5 separate regions of the Mus musculus genome follow, and all the other regions are linked to region 3. A link is a contact called in public HiCAR-type and promoter capture Hi-C data. All regions are on one chromosome and are shown on one strand. Each heading gives the region's core, a stretch centred on a gene start, on an enhancer-like site or on the middle of the called end of the contact. The rest is flanking DNA. Distances are from core to core; before and after follow the strand shown.

Evidence for each region. Promoter capture Hi-C pulls out the DNA fragments that hold promoters and counts their contacts. HiCAR-type assays count read pairs that join an accessible place to other places.
Region 1: a promoter capture Hi-C map of second pharyngeal arch cranial neural crest shows a contact between it and region 3, with 4 times the contacts expected there. The contact joins the enhancer-like site here to the promoter of Kcnk13 in region 3. A contact is called at or near these places in 11 of 39 promoter capture datasets (the 3T3-L1 cell line, the C10 cell line, the HPC-7 cell line and 6 more), 2 of 115 datasets of contacts at active chromatin or transcription factors (embryonic forebrain and embryonic midbrain) and 1 of 9 other capture datasets (embryonic stem cells).
Region 2: a promoter capture Hi-C map of pre-B cells shows a contact between it and region 3. The contact joins the promoter of Kcnk10 here to the promoter of Kcnk13 in region 3. A contact is called at or near these places in 2 of 39 promoter capture datasets (the C10 cell line and pre-B cells).
Region 4: a HiCAR-type map of astrocytes shows a contact between it and region 3, with 2.4 times the contacts expected there. The contact joins the promoter of Ptpn21 here to the promoter of Kcnk13 in region 3. A contact is called at or near these places in 4 of 39 promoter capture datasets (embryonic stem cells, hippocampal neurons, pre-B cells and 1 more), 1 of 484 Hi-C or Micro-C datasets (the N1E-115 cell line) and 3 of 115 datasets of contacts at active chromatin or transcription factors (astrocytes, extraembryonic endoderm stem cells and large pre-B cells).
Region 5: a contact with region 3 is called in a promoter capture Hi-C map of liver, with 4 times the contacts expected there. The contact joins the enhancer-like site here to the promoter of Kcnk13 in region 3. A contact is called at or near these places in 13 of 39 promoter capture datasets (the HPC-7 cell line, HPC-7-derived erythroid cells, cranial neural crest and 8 more) and 1 of 9 other capture datasets (embryonic stem cells).

The regions. Positions count from the first base shown.
Region 1 is chr12:98,808,612-98,811,311 of GRCm38.p6, forward strand. It overlaps Eml5 (echinoderm microtubule associated protein like 5), which reads right to left. Exons shown (of 44, transcript NM_001081191.1): 32 at 1,908-2,006. The region is part of intron 1 of Gm35463 (a long non-coding RNA gene); the gene reads left to right. Among named protein-coding and RNA genes, the nearest start is that of Gm35463, 7.5 kb to the left of the region's middle. Within about 2 kb of position 1,325, at least 1 of the 459 cell types and tissues checked has an H3K27ac peak or open chromatin away from gene starts, as enhancers often do. A contact at or near this core is called in second pharyngeal arch cranial neural crest, where this site is marked.
Region 2 is chr12:98,573,383-98,576,082 of GRCm38.p6, forward strand. It overlaps Kcnk10 (potassium channel, subfamily K, member 10), which reads right to left and starts at 1,330. Exons shown (of 7, transcript NM_001316665.1): 1 at 775-1,330. The coding sequence starts at 826.
Region 3 is chr12:99,963,126-99,965,825 of GRCm38.p6, forward strand. It overlaps Kcnk13 (potassium channel, subfamily K, member 13), which reads left to right and starts at 1,374. Exons shown (of 3, transcript NM_146037.2): 1 at 1,374-1,676; 2 at 2,079-2,700.
Region 4 is chr12:98,736,014-98,738,713 of GRCm38.p6, forward strand. Ptpn21 (protein tyrosine phosphatase, non-receptor type 21) reads right to left here and starts at 1,392. Exons shown (of 19, transcript NM_001146199.1): 1 at 1,352-1,392.
Region 5 is chr12:98,949,280-98,951,979 of GRCm38.p6, forward strand. The region is part of intron 6 of Ttc8 (tetratricopeptide repeat domain 8); the gene reads left to right. Among named protein-coding and RNA genes, the nearest start is that of Ttc8, 30 kb to the left of the region's middle. Within about 2 kb of position 1,277, at least 3 of the 459 cell types and tissues checked have an H3K27ac peak or open chromatin away from gene starts, as enhancers often do. A contact at or near this core is called in the HPC-7 cell line and liver, where this site is marked.

The sequences.
Region 1 (2,700 bases), core at 75-2,574, 1.2 Mb before region 3:
CCATCCACTGTCACCCAAGGAAAGCTAACTACCTCCTGGTCCTCATTTATGAGAACACATGCTGAATGTACAATGTGCTACAGACAGTCTCTGAGAGGCGGCTCAGGCAAGCCCAAAGTTAAGTTCAGAACCTTTTTATAGAGAATTCTGGGATTTCAAAGACTCAAGACATAGTCCAGTACAGAGAAGGCTCTCCCTGGGAAGCAATTTCCTTCTCCATGCATATCCCACTCCTCTACAATACAGCTGGGAGATATACAAAATGGTCCTTCTTAAAAGAAAACACTAGGAAAAAGTCACTGAGAAAACCAGTCTCCAAAGATGGAAGGTAAAGAGGAGGGAGTGAGTGGTTAGACTGTCTATGTGCCCAAGAACAAGGGCCAATGAGACAGAACTCACAACGACGCTGACTTCTGTTCTATTCAAAGGGCCATTTTGTAAGCAAGCTTTCTAAAGAGAAGTTGAATTACTTCATTAGGCATAAAGCTGTGGGGTTCAATCCTCTTGCCACTAACTCTCAAGTGTGAGCATTACAGGCTGAGCTATCAGGCTTGGTCCATAATCTATCCATGTAACAAACTAGTGTCCCACACATGCCTATAACCCCAGCTCTAAGTGGGGTGGACATAGGAGGATTGTTGGGGCTTGCTGGTTTCTAGCCTAGCCAAGGCAAGGCAAGTCCCAGGTTCAGAGAGAATGCAATTTGAGAATCCTTCTCAAATGCAAAGGATACAGAGTAGGAGAACACTCTTCTGGCATCTTCATGAACACACACACACACACACACACACACACACACACACAAGCACACACACGCACATACACCATACAAATAAACAATAAAGAAAATGTATAATGATATACATGATAATGGCATAATATCATTTACTTTGTAAAAAAAAAAATCTATTACTTTGTAGATTTACTTGAAAAAATTTTTTTTTTTTTAAAAAGGCCAGGCAGTGGTGGTGCAGGCCTTTAATCCCAGCACTTGGGAAGCAGAGGCAGGCAGATTTCTGAGTTCCAGGACAGCCAGGGCTAAACAGAGAAACCCTGTCTTGAAAATCCAAAAATAAAATGAAATAAATAAAAAAGAAAAAGAAAAATAAATAAAAAGGAAACTCTATAGAAGGGGAAATACAAGGGCTCTATGTGGCATAGCAATAGAGACAGAGAACCCAGAGAAGAACAAACTTAGTATTTACATGGAAAATTAAATAAAGACACCAGGAAAGCAAGTGAAGTGAGTGTAGCAATTGTGACTTACTTATACCCAACAAACACGGTAATTTCAATAATGGGTATTACAAGTAGACTGGACAGCCCACATCTGTAAGGCATTTTCATGGTAATCTCTGTCAATCTAAAATACCTGCCTTCCTACTCATTGAGTCATTAGCCCTGAAGTTTTTGACAGAAGTTAAAAATAAATCACAGGAAATCAAACCAGCAGTGAATCTGATCAATACTAATGCCAAACAAACACTTTAAAGTGCAGTGTAAAACAGACCTGCATTCTCTCTTACCCAGCCTAACCTTTGCTGAACACTGGGCTCTGTCCCCATTGCTCTAGCTAATTCCTTAGCTCCCTTTTTGTCCTTCCCCTGAGTTTTATATAGTATTGAATGCAGCCATTCAGCTGACCAGAAATGCCTGATAAAGCTAAAAATGTACTATTTACACGACAGTTTACATTTTGAATAGTCTAAGCAAACTCAGACAACCAAAGTTAAGGACTAGAAAGCTACCTGGCAGCAAGCATAAGGTAATCGGGCTAGGTTCTGTATGCACACATGCATTCCAAGCAATTAATACACAATTTAATACACTTATTTTTCCTAGGGTATGAAATTATTAGAACAAAATAAATGTTTCAAACTATTTCTTTTTGAAATATAGAAACATACCTACTTGGCCAGTTGCCACTATGTTGATAAATTTGGGGTGCTGATTTACAGTGAGGCACAAAATATCATCATTATGCTCTTGATAAAAACTCTGAGTCCCTATAAGAGAATATGAGAATTAACTTGGAAAACTCTAAGATGCAACAGCCACATACACTTACTTAGCACAATAAACTAGTTTATTTGTTCATTCGAAACGTATTCTGAGCAGTTAGCATGCAAGTGACTACTATCAAAAGGACGGCAATGAATCAGTAATCTTAAAGGGACAGAACCCTGAAAAGAATAAACCACAGACAAGTTGAAGATACCAAGTACCACGAGAGACTGGTAAACAAAAGGCTGGAGAGTTACTAACTGCACACGCGTGGTTCATCTCAGTGACATGGGCTGTCGTGAAAGCCTGCAAATGGGTGGAAAGTTAAGCAAGTACTAGAATTACAGACAACTGTGAGTCCCTGCTTATAATCTTTCCTTTTTGGTTTTGTAAACAAACAAACAAACAAACAGAGATATATTAGGGTTAGAGAGAAAACAAAAGTAAATTTTCCATTTATTAATCTGGATGATGTTCATTTATATGTCACATTTATCTTATAAGCAGTATTTTTTGATCAGAAAGCTAGCTGTTCTGAGAGTAGTGGAGACCCCTTCCAAGGTTCCACCAGCAGACCATGAAGACGATAACAAGACTGTAAAGAACCCTGGGGAAATGAAGTCAGCACAGCAGGCTGGATAGAGATGAGAGAGGCATATGCACAGCAGGTTTGCCACAACTCAACAATTACATTAA
Region 2 (2,700 bases), core at 80-2,579, 1.4 Mb before region 3:
ACCAGGAGTATGGTGCACCCACACAACCTGCCTTAATACTCTTTACAGGAAGGGAAAGTGAACCCACACTCCTAAAAGCATACCAAACCATTGTGTGCGTGGGCACGCTGTAGGTTACTCCGTGAGCCCTTCCCAGACCCACCCTTGTGGAGAAAAACCACTCCCCACAGCCTTTCTACAACCTGAGCCAAAGGAGCCTAGTCGGCAGGATTAGTAATAAGACAGAGCAAAGACTCTGGAAGCCCCTTGGGCTCCATTATGCTTCATGCCCTATGAGAGAAGTGCTACCCCAGGGACAGCTGGGGCAGATCGTAGCCTCACATGCTGCCAAGAAACCTGTCCCTCTGAGGACACGCGGGCCATGAGGCTCAGCTCCAGGTCCAGTGAGAGTCACCCCACCCATCTGCCAGAGAGAGACAAAGATCACTAGAAACAAAGGACACACACACACAGGCACACGTACATGCACATTCACAAAGTCAAAAGCAAATACCAACACTTGGTATAATTTCAAAACAAACAGCAGCTTGGTGTGTCTTTAAATAGACGGTGAAACCATCCTAGAGGGACAACGACTATGTGATCTTGACAGGCGCGATCTGGGTTCCGAACCCACGCTGCCTCCGCCCTCCTCCCACCCACGCTGCAGTTGTCAGGCGCATTTCCCAGCCTCAGGACGCATGCTGCCTGCCGGGAGCAAGCCCATCCACGCCTGCCAGTGAGGCACCAGCAGGTGGAAGAGAGCCAGGGTAGCCCGAAGTAGGCAATACCAACCTTTAGGATCCCAGTTCACCTGCTTTCTTGGCGTCTCGATTGGAAATTTCATTGCTCCGTTGCCCACAGGGGGATGAAATGAAAAGAATCAAAATAATAATAATAAAGTCTTCAAGATTTACAACTCGTCGGTTAAACAGACCAACGGAACAATTTGTGAGGATGGAGGAGCACTGAAGTGGCTCGTGGGGAGCCCCAGAGAAAGACAAGCGGGGAAAATACTAGCAGAGGAAAGCACCGAGCACTGGCTTGGTTGGGTGTTTGCACCGGTTAAGGGGGTGGCCAGCTGCTGCCCTTGTGGGTGAAAGAAAAAGTAAGATCGGATGCTGAGGGTGGTTCCGAGAGGATCAAAGAGCCGGGCTGCTTCTGCAAAAGCGCGGTAGGCAGATGCGAGGCTGAGCAGCCGCCGGGCGGAGGCCGGAGTGAAGCCCACCGCAGCGTCCCTCGGGTCCCCAAAGGCGTGTTCGTACCCCCTCTCTCGCATCCACACACACGCACACACACATACACACACATCCATACATACACGCACACACACACACACAGGCGCGCGCACACCGGGCCGCGCGCTCGGGCGGACACGTCAGCCTCGCTCGTCTGAGCACAGAGCACTCGCCCCTCCCCAGCCGCGGCTCCTCGCCCCCGGGCGACGCCCCCCACTCTCCACCCGCTGAAAGCCATTGGACAGAAGGATGGCGCGGCGCCCCGGGGAGCTCGCGGCTAAGGCGACCCTCCCCGTGGCGCGCTGCAGGTGCCGCGCCACTGCGGGAGAACGCCGGGCGCGCGTGGACCCCGGACACCCGGGCTCGTCGCTGGGCGGTGGCGGACCTGTCCTTCCCCGGGCTGCGCGGAGACAGCGAGCAGAGGGCGCGGCTGCTACTTACTGACGCGGCCGCAGCGTGCTCGGTGGAGTTGCAGCCGGAGACACGCTTGGCTGCCTGGAAGGCTCTGCAGGAGGCGGAGGAAAGGGCCTGCCTGCCGCGGCCCCACCGCAGACCTCGGCCTGGGGGGGGTGACCTCCTTTCACCGCTCCCACCCCGGGTGCCTGCTCTTTCTCTCTTGTCACTTCATTTTTGGTACTCCACTCCTTGCTCCCCAGCGTGGTCCTCTCGCCTGAGTCCCGAACCCAGGTCCCCACGGCGCTCCTGAGTGAAGGAAGCTAACACCAGCCATGAGCCTTTTGTTCTGGGACCGCTTGGCGCTGGCTGCGATCTCATCGCGCGCCTAGTTCCCCAGGCACAGCTTGGTCTCTTCCCCAGCTACCTGTAGCTGGACTGGGGCTCCTGCTTGGAGGCTGGGGAGATGGGCTGGGGAGAGACTTTGAGGCCCAGGAGGAAAGAGGAGTTGCTAAGGTTTGGCGACTCTACTTGGAGAAGCTAAGGAGGTGGCCCGGGAGCCCTTGAAAATCAGCCAATGGTGGGTGCAGGAAGACTTCAGCCCTCAGCTGTGCTCTCAGAGAGTTAGGGAGATGCCCCACCCCATTCTCCCCATCCTGGAATCCCTAGGTGGGTTTATGGTAAGAAAAACGCCAGAAACGGCCAACAGTGCTCCGGTGCTCTTGAAAGAGCCACCCAAGTATCCATATGAATTCTGCTTATAAGTTCACTGGGGTGCCTAGCAACAGAGACTTGCACATAACAGACACTCAAAATAATTAACAACAACAAAACTAATAATATATATGCTAAAGGAAGTGTAATGTTTGCTAAAGGAAGGTTTGATTAGCTCACTGTGGTGTTGGATAGGAAGTTCAACTCAGACCCCTGGCCTATAAGTAAGTAAAATCTCTTATTCATTCAGCATCTACATACCGAACTCCTTCTGTGTGCCATCACAGACCTAGGTGCTGGCCACCTGGCAAAGGGCAAGACTGGCGTGGGTGTCCTTCGGAGAACACGTGCCAGGAGGTCAGATTGATGGTTACTG
Region 3 (2,700 bases), core at 124-2,623:
TGCATGTTGTATGTGTGTGCACATGTGTGCATGTGGAAACCAGAGGGGCTCTCACTGAACCGAGAGTTCACTGACTTGGCTACGGAACTGTGGCTAGCCAGCTCCACTTGGCCCTACCTGCTCAGGAGGAGTAGGATGTCAAAAGTCCACAGCTATGCTCATCCTTCTGTATGTGTGTTGGGGAGCTGAACTCTGGTCCTCACACTGTGATGAGCACATTACTGACTTGGCCATCTCCCCAGCTCCAAAACCAAGCTTTTAAGTGGGCAAAATAGTCCAACCATTTACAAAAGTCCAATATACAAGGTGTCCAGAGAACACAAAACCCCAAGGAGATAAGTTTATGTGCCTGTATACAGAAGGCTTAAAAATAAAATGGCTGGCTCTGTCAACAGTCTATAGGATGTGGACACTGCATTGTTGTGGGTTAGAAAAAGCTAGTTTGAAATGATGTCAGTCGGTACACTTCAGGAACACACTTTACACAAGACACATAACTGGTTCTTATGAATACAGAGACCTGAATAAACAAAACCAAGTTCTATAAAGGAGAAATATTCCATGGTGGAAAAAGAAATCAGAATAGTGGCTACCTCTGCAGGAATGTGGGTGGGGATTTACTGGGAAGATATTTGTGGGAGCTTTAATCCTTTGGTGGCTTTTAGATGATAAGGGAGGGAGGCCACCATTGTTTGGCTCCCAAAGTTATCAGGACTCACCTAATGGTACAATGACATGTCATTGCATGCAAATTTTACCACAAAAGCAAAAATCCGAGGATAGAGCTCTTAATAATGGCCAATACTGGCTGGAGATGGGGTGAAAGTGTGTGGGTGTCTACAACCATTCAAAGTGCATCCTGAGTGGGTTGGTGACTAGAAAGGAATGGGTAAATATAAGCAAGCCTGGTAAACTGTCACTTGTAGAATCTAGGTGGTGGTGTGTTGTGTCATTGTAAACGTCATTCGATTTTGATGTACTTGAGATGTTTCTTAAACTAGTAAAGGTAATTGGGTTACTCACCCTGGGTGTGAACTCAATACCCTCTAAAGTTCTTCCTCCCCAGGAGACACAATGCAAGATAAACGGTCTGTTAGTTACTCTCACCAAAATCATTTGCATCTATTCAACAGAACTGCAAGCTTTTCTAGTTCTGTTTCTGGCTAGTATCGTGGGTGGGTCTCCTGGGACCACTCTCTCTCTCTCTAAAGGCGGAGAAATTCTGTTTAGACCGTGGGTGGCTATGAATCCATTCCTTCACACAGCTATATTCGATCCCCTGTGGCTAAACTGCTGGGAACCAGGTGTGTCTGGAGGGCACGCAGCGCCCTCTTCTGGCCTGAGAGGAACCCACGCAGACCATCGAGGCTCTCGACCTATCTGTTAAGCAACCACTCCAGGGATCTGCACTCCCTGGTAGAAGCATCGCTGTTTAGAGGTCCAGGCGAGCGCCAGCGGAGGAGACCTGAGCAGGAGACTGGCCCTGAGGCCAAGGGGCGGGTACCGGGTGGAGTCGCCTCGGTTGGCAGCTGCAGAGCTCCACCTGTTGCAGTTTTTGAGCACTCCACAGAGAAGGCAGCTCTGGGCACGGACTTCTGCTCTCAGCCCCACTGGGCAGGGCAAGGCCACTTGAGAAGGGAAGCCAGGAACCATCCTGAACCTGTTCCACAGAGCAGGTGCGTTTGGGAAGGTGAGACGCGAAGGCGACGGCGGCTCCAGAGCTCATGGCAAGTTGGGGGTCTCTGGGTGGGCGCCCCAGCGGTTCACAAAAGAACCTTGTTGCCGGCTTACATGTTGTAGCTTGGAGTTCTCAGCTCAGCGCCACTGACTGCGCAAGAACTACAGAGCCGAGGCGATCAAAACCGGGTGAAAGAGATGGAACTCTTCTGGCCGCTGTCCTTGGCCGGTTCTCCGGGAGATGGGCTGGCAGGGCCGGCACGTGTGGACAGAGAACGCCCGGTGCAGGCCCTAGAGGCCAAGGGCGATCTGGTATGGGGGAAGTCAAGGAAGGCTCCCTGGGAGGATGCTTCTAACTTCCTTCACTGTTCCAACCTCCCCCTCTGTTCTCCTCCCCACAGCGGTCCGCCCTCGTGCTGCCGTGGAGCCTGTGTGCCCAGCAGAGATCCGAGCCGGCTGATCTGCCTCTTCGCACTGTCCCTGCGTCCGTGCGTCTGCCCCAAACCCGTTCCGACCTCTGAGCCCTGGTTATTCTGGTGGATAGAGGCTCTCGGCAGAACATTGTCACTAATACGCAACACAGATCCACCTGGAGAGGCACCGAAGACAGAGAACAGCCCGTATCCCAGCCATCACAGCTTGGAAAGCAATGCTCCGAGGAACCCGGACCTTGATGTGAAGCTTACCCGCCGATTCTCTCTGGACCCACGACCTTTTTTTTCTTCAAGAGGAGTTCAAGTTCTAGGGAGTTTGCCTTGAAGGCACGCCACGCCCCCTCCCCAATCTGAGCCGAATTAGGAGCTCGGGTGAACCCGGGTCGCCCGCACCCTCGCACCAAGTCGAAGCAGATTCTGTGTCCCGACCCTCTGGTCTTCAGCCTTAAGGAGAACTCCAGAGAGGACAGGGAGGCGGCGACGACAAAGCGGATTCGAAACCACGAGTCCAGGCGGACGTGGGGAGCTGGCTACACAGGAACCACCGAGGAGGCGGCGGCGGCCGGGAGATCCACGCCGCCTTGGGGAA
Region 4 (2,700 bases), core at 142-2,641, 1.2 Mb before region 3:
CTCTAAAGATGGAACTATGCCCTTAACACAGTATACTACACTATATAGCTTAATTATTAAGTTCTGAATAGACAAACTCAAATTTCCAGTTGTCGCTGAGATTTGGAATGTTTTACAGCACTGGGGAGGAGGAAAAACCAATGTTTTCTCTTTTTATTTGGGCAACTGTTATCATTTGATTGTTAAATTTCTATGCATCTTCTCCTAAGAATGTCTGGTTTCTTGATTATTCATATAAAACCTACTGTGGAAAAACTGCTTAGTAACTTAAAATTTTATGTTTGATTAATATATCTTGATGATGCCATAACTTATGTTTCAATATTACAGCCAAGAGGTAGAAACTTAAGATACTCTGGAGAGGGTTGGTATAGGTGCCAACTACTAAATGAAATAGACTATATATAGCCTTTAAAAGAGAAAATCAGGCTAATTTCTCTATAAAATCATCCCATTATAGAATAAGAAAAGATGCATATTTAAATCCTGCTTCACGGGTTTACAGAAGATGCTCTGCACTGTTAGCGAGTCCATTTCTCATTTTTCTTAGCCATACCCCCTTCTAGAGGTTTCTCAAATTTACTTTAACTCTGAGTCTCACCAGAGACTTTAACTCGAGTCACACCTCAAGTCAGTCACCACATGTTCATGGAACTTTGCCACTATTCCTTTAACGTTAAATATTCACTAAAAAAGAGAGCCTAACATTTTTAGAACGCCTATATCTTAGTGCCTTAAATCAATCCTGTTTCTCACAGAACATTTGTGCATATAACCAAATGGCCTACAAACAAAACAACTATTTCCAGTGTGGAACTGTTGTCTTGTCCAAAACTTAAAAAGAAAGAGAAAAGAAAACATGGGTCAGTAACTATTAGACATACTGCAGTGGTTCCTTGGAGCTCATAAAGATTCAGAAGGTTTTTACTAACATTCTTTATAATCATAAGGCTTTCTCGGCCGCGGCGGCTGGGGATAGGACAAGCATGCTCAGAGCAGCCAATCTAAACAGGGTTTACAGAAATCACAAGTCGGAATTTGCAGATCCAAGAATTCTTCCTCCAGGAGTAAAGACGCTTTGCTCCAAAACCGAAACAAGGAGTTGCCAAACAGACTTTCCTTTATGCCCCTTGTTGCCAAAGTTATACGGCAACCTTCATACTCCACATATTCCGAGAGTCACAAATATGCCCAAGATTTCAAACCCCGATCCAGAACTAAGCCTCAACTATCCGCGGAGGAGTCCGGAATAGAAGTTCCAGACTCTTTTTAGAAATGACTAGGAGATCAGAGCGAGCAAGGGAAGACTTCGCTCTTTGTTACGCCCCTGCCCGAGTCCCCCGCGCCTCACCTGCTCCGGCTCCCGCCGGGTCGGGGCCGCGCTCCGGCTCTGCGTCCCGCCTCCCTGGGCTCCGCGCCTTCGCAGCCGCCGCAGCCTCTGCTGCTCGGTCGCCCGCGCCCCAGGCCCGCGCGCCGACCGCACGCCTTGCCCGCACTGGCCGGGCCGCGGCGGCACTCTCTGGGGGAGCTCGGGGGCCGGGGCCGGAGCTGCGGGGCCCGCGTCCCTCCCCTAGGGCCGGGCGCGCGGATCCGGGGAGGCGGCGGCGCGTGACCTCAGAGAGTTGGAATGCGGGCGGCAGGGCGCGGGGGAGGCCGGACAGCTGCGGCCGGCCACCGGGGAGGGGGCGCGCCGCTGCTGTTTTTAACCGTGTGACCAGTTATTTTAAGTTTCCAAATAAAGCAGAGCTTTGAAGAAGAAGAAAAAAGGGAGGTGAAGAGGAGGTTATTTTGAGTCCAGGTAGAAAGGGCTTGGTTGCATTATTAGGTGGTGGTCTGTAAAGAAACTGGGGTTGTTGGAGTACTCTTGAACATTGCTGAAGACAGTTCAAGACTTTCTACACGCCCCCTACCCTACCCGCTTTAAGTGCCTGCTCCTCCCATCAAGCACACACTGCTCCTCTGTAGGAACTCTGAACTTGGAGAGAAGTGGAAAGCTGACCCAAATGGGCAGCAGGCTGGAGGTGCTGCTCCCCAGAATCCACTAGGGAGCAGAGGGATAAGAGTTCTAGAAATAAGGAAGCCCAGGGAAGCCACTCTAGATCTCCCCTTTATGTGTAATAGCTTAGCTTTACCTTGGAGAACCACTGGGAAGGACTACTGCCAAGGAGTAACCATGGAAGTAGCTCAGAGAGAACTGAGAGGAGCTGCCCTCAGCGGGACTCCAGTGCTTATTATTATACTGTATTCTTGCTAAACCACACCGCGAGCACCTGGCTTCATCTCCTCAGAGTTCTTCCTCTTCGCACTACTCCCATGGTTACTCTCCCTCGGGTTTGTCAGTCCTTCCCAGTGTTCGCCCAAGGTGAAGTTCAGCTACTAGACCTCTATGTGTGGTCTAGAGTGCGTCCTTGGCCACTCTAATTACCTTCTCTCCAGCATGCCCACTGTCCCCAACAAAGAGGGGGCAGCGCCACCAGACCCCTTTCCATTTATGTCAACCCTCCACGCCTCTCCGACTCAATTTAGGGCTCTACTTCCAAGATTAAAAAAAAGTTCTAGCCACGCCGTGGCTGCCGCACTTGGCAGGAATATTATAAATTGTTTCGTAGAGGCTTCATTTATACCTCTTAGAATTCCGAGGGCAGTTCTGGGCAGACAGTAGGCACTAAATAAAAACGTGTTAATTGAATCGGGAAGAAA
Region 5 (2,700 bases), core at 27-2,526, 1.0 Mb before region 3:
GTCCTCAGAACTCTCATGCAGTTGTTGGTCATGGTGGCATGCTCTTGTATCCCTGTGCTGGGGCAGTGGAGATGGGCAGATTACTGCTTGCTGTCAAGTCCAACCTAACATAGATACATGAACATGTATACGTATGAACATTCATATACATACTACATATATGCCAGAAAAAAGCTTTCTAAAAGTTCAGATAATATTTTTTTTCGATATGACAAACAATATTTAAAATCACCCTATAGGTATATTTTCCCCTTCTACTCACTATTTAGGAATTGTATATAAGAACCAGACAATTTCTCACTTTTGTGTATGTTCATATGTATATGGGCACACATGCATGTATCTATGTGCGTGCTTACACATGGAGGCCTGCCATTGCTGTCAAGTATCTTCCTCAATCACAGTGTACCATGGATTGAGGCAGACTCTCCCACTGAGCCTGGAGCTTGCCCTTCTAGCTAGTCTAGGGAACTAAGAGGGCTCCCTGTCTGTCTTAGTTAGGGTTTTACTGCTGTGAACAGACACCATGACCAAGGCAAGTTTTATAAAAAAACAACATTTAATTGGGGCTGGCTTACAGGTTCAGAGGTTCAGTCCATTATCATCAAGGTGGGAGCATGGCAGTATCCAGGCAGGCGTGGCGCGGGAGGAGCTGAGAGTTCTATGTCTTCATCCAAAGGCTGCTAGTGGAAGACTGACTTCCAGGCACCTAGAGTGAGAGTATTAAGCCCACACCCACAGTGACACACCTACTCCAACCAGGCCACACCTCCAAATGGTGCCACTCCCTGGTGCAAGAATATACAAACCATCACACTGTCTTTGCTCCCCACTATGCTTTCCTGCCCTGTACACACACACACACACACATTCACACACACACACACACACATTCACACACACACACCCACACACACACACGCACACCCACACACACACGCACACACGCACACCCACACGCGCGCGCGCGCACACACACACACACATGCACACACACACGCACACACACACGCACACGCACACCCACACGCACACACACACACACACACGCACACCCACACGCACACACACACACACGCACACCCACACGCACACACACACACACGCACACCCACACGCACACACACACACACGCACACCCACACGCACACACACACACACGCACACGCACACACACACACACACACACACACAGTGGATTCTGAGGATCTAAACTCCCAGTCCTCATGCTTGGTCAGAAGAGACTTACCCAGAGTCACCTCCCCAGCCCTTAGAGGGCTTCTTATGAACATAGAAATGACCCTGTGACAGACAGTTTGGAGGAAATAGCAGGAAGCAGGTGCAGTAGAGATGTATTTTCTTGCCAACAAGAAATGTAAAAGAAAAGACTTTAGAATGTTTAGGGAGAGTGTCATAAATTATTACAAGTCACAGATAACATTGCAAAGGGTGCAGTTTAGAAAATGGCATGATAACAGGAAGCAGATAGCCATCAACACATTGGCGTGACTTGTTTTTTGCTTTCAGCTCTCAGAAAAGTCAGGGAATGTAGCTGTGTTTGACATGATTATTATAGACATAGTAGCAAAAATAATTGAAGAACAATATAAATGCTCAGTACTCGAGAACAGATTTGATAAGTTATAACAAATGGCAAGATGGACTTTTTGTGTATCCATTAAAATAATAATTTCCAAAAATCATAAAAGTTGCAAATGCTTGTTTTTATATGATGTTAAATCAAAAAGTATCCTTTTATAATAGCAAATAGAAATGTAGGTAAATACATGCGCACATGTACTTAAGACATTCTTGGATGTGTTTCTTGAGAATAGCTTTAAGACTCCTTCATCCCACGTGTCCTGTTGAGCACTCACAGTCATCAGCCACTCAGCTTGGCTGGAAGCACTGGTGGAGATTAGGCCTCATTTCTATTGTTTTCTCAAGCTTTTCATACGTTTCCTGGTTTAATAGCAACTTTTGGTTTATATTAGCTATAAATTAAGTATCTTGGTAAAATCAAATGCTTGTAATTGGGCCCTCATTATATTCACTGCTCGTCGCTCTAGTATAGAACACTCAAGGAGGTAGCTTGTTTTGTTTTGTACTCACTGAAAAGTAAGAACTTTCATTTTCTGTTTGTACTTACAAGATGACAGGCTATTCCTTAAACAAATAATTGCCAAAGCTCTTGCATTGATCCTATGATTGACTGGAGGAATGCCAAGGACAGATGCCTGCACGTGTTCTCTGCCTACTAGCCCGAATGTGCGCTCTCTCTCTCTCTCTCTCTCTCTCTCTCTCTCTCTCTCCCTCTCCCTCTCCCTCTCCCTCCCCCTCCCCCTCCCCCTCTCCCTCTCCCTCTCTCTCTCTCCCTCTCCCTCCCTCCCCCCCCTCTCTCTCTCACACACACACACACACACACACACACACACACGCACACATGTACGCATGGTACTCTGTGGATCAGACGCTAACATTAAAATGCCATTTTAGATTTTTATCGCAAATGTTATTTTCCAAAAGGATTTAGATAATGAGCACAAACCGGGCATTTTTTAAAAAAATAAACCTTTTATATATTTTGCAACTTTGACTCTGAAGTGAATAGAGGGGCGGTTCAGTTTTTATTTTTCAAAAGAAAGCATGTTGTATAAATACAGGGGATATTATAGGTAAATAGCAAGAACTGTGAAGTGA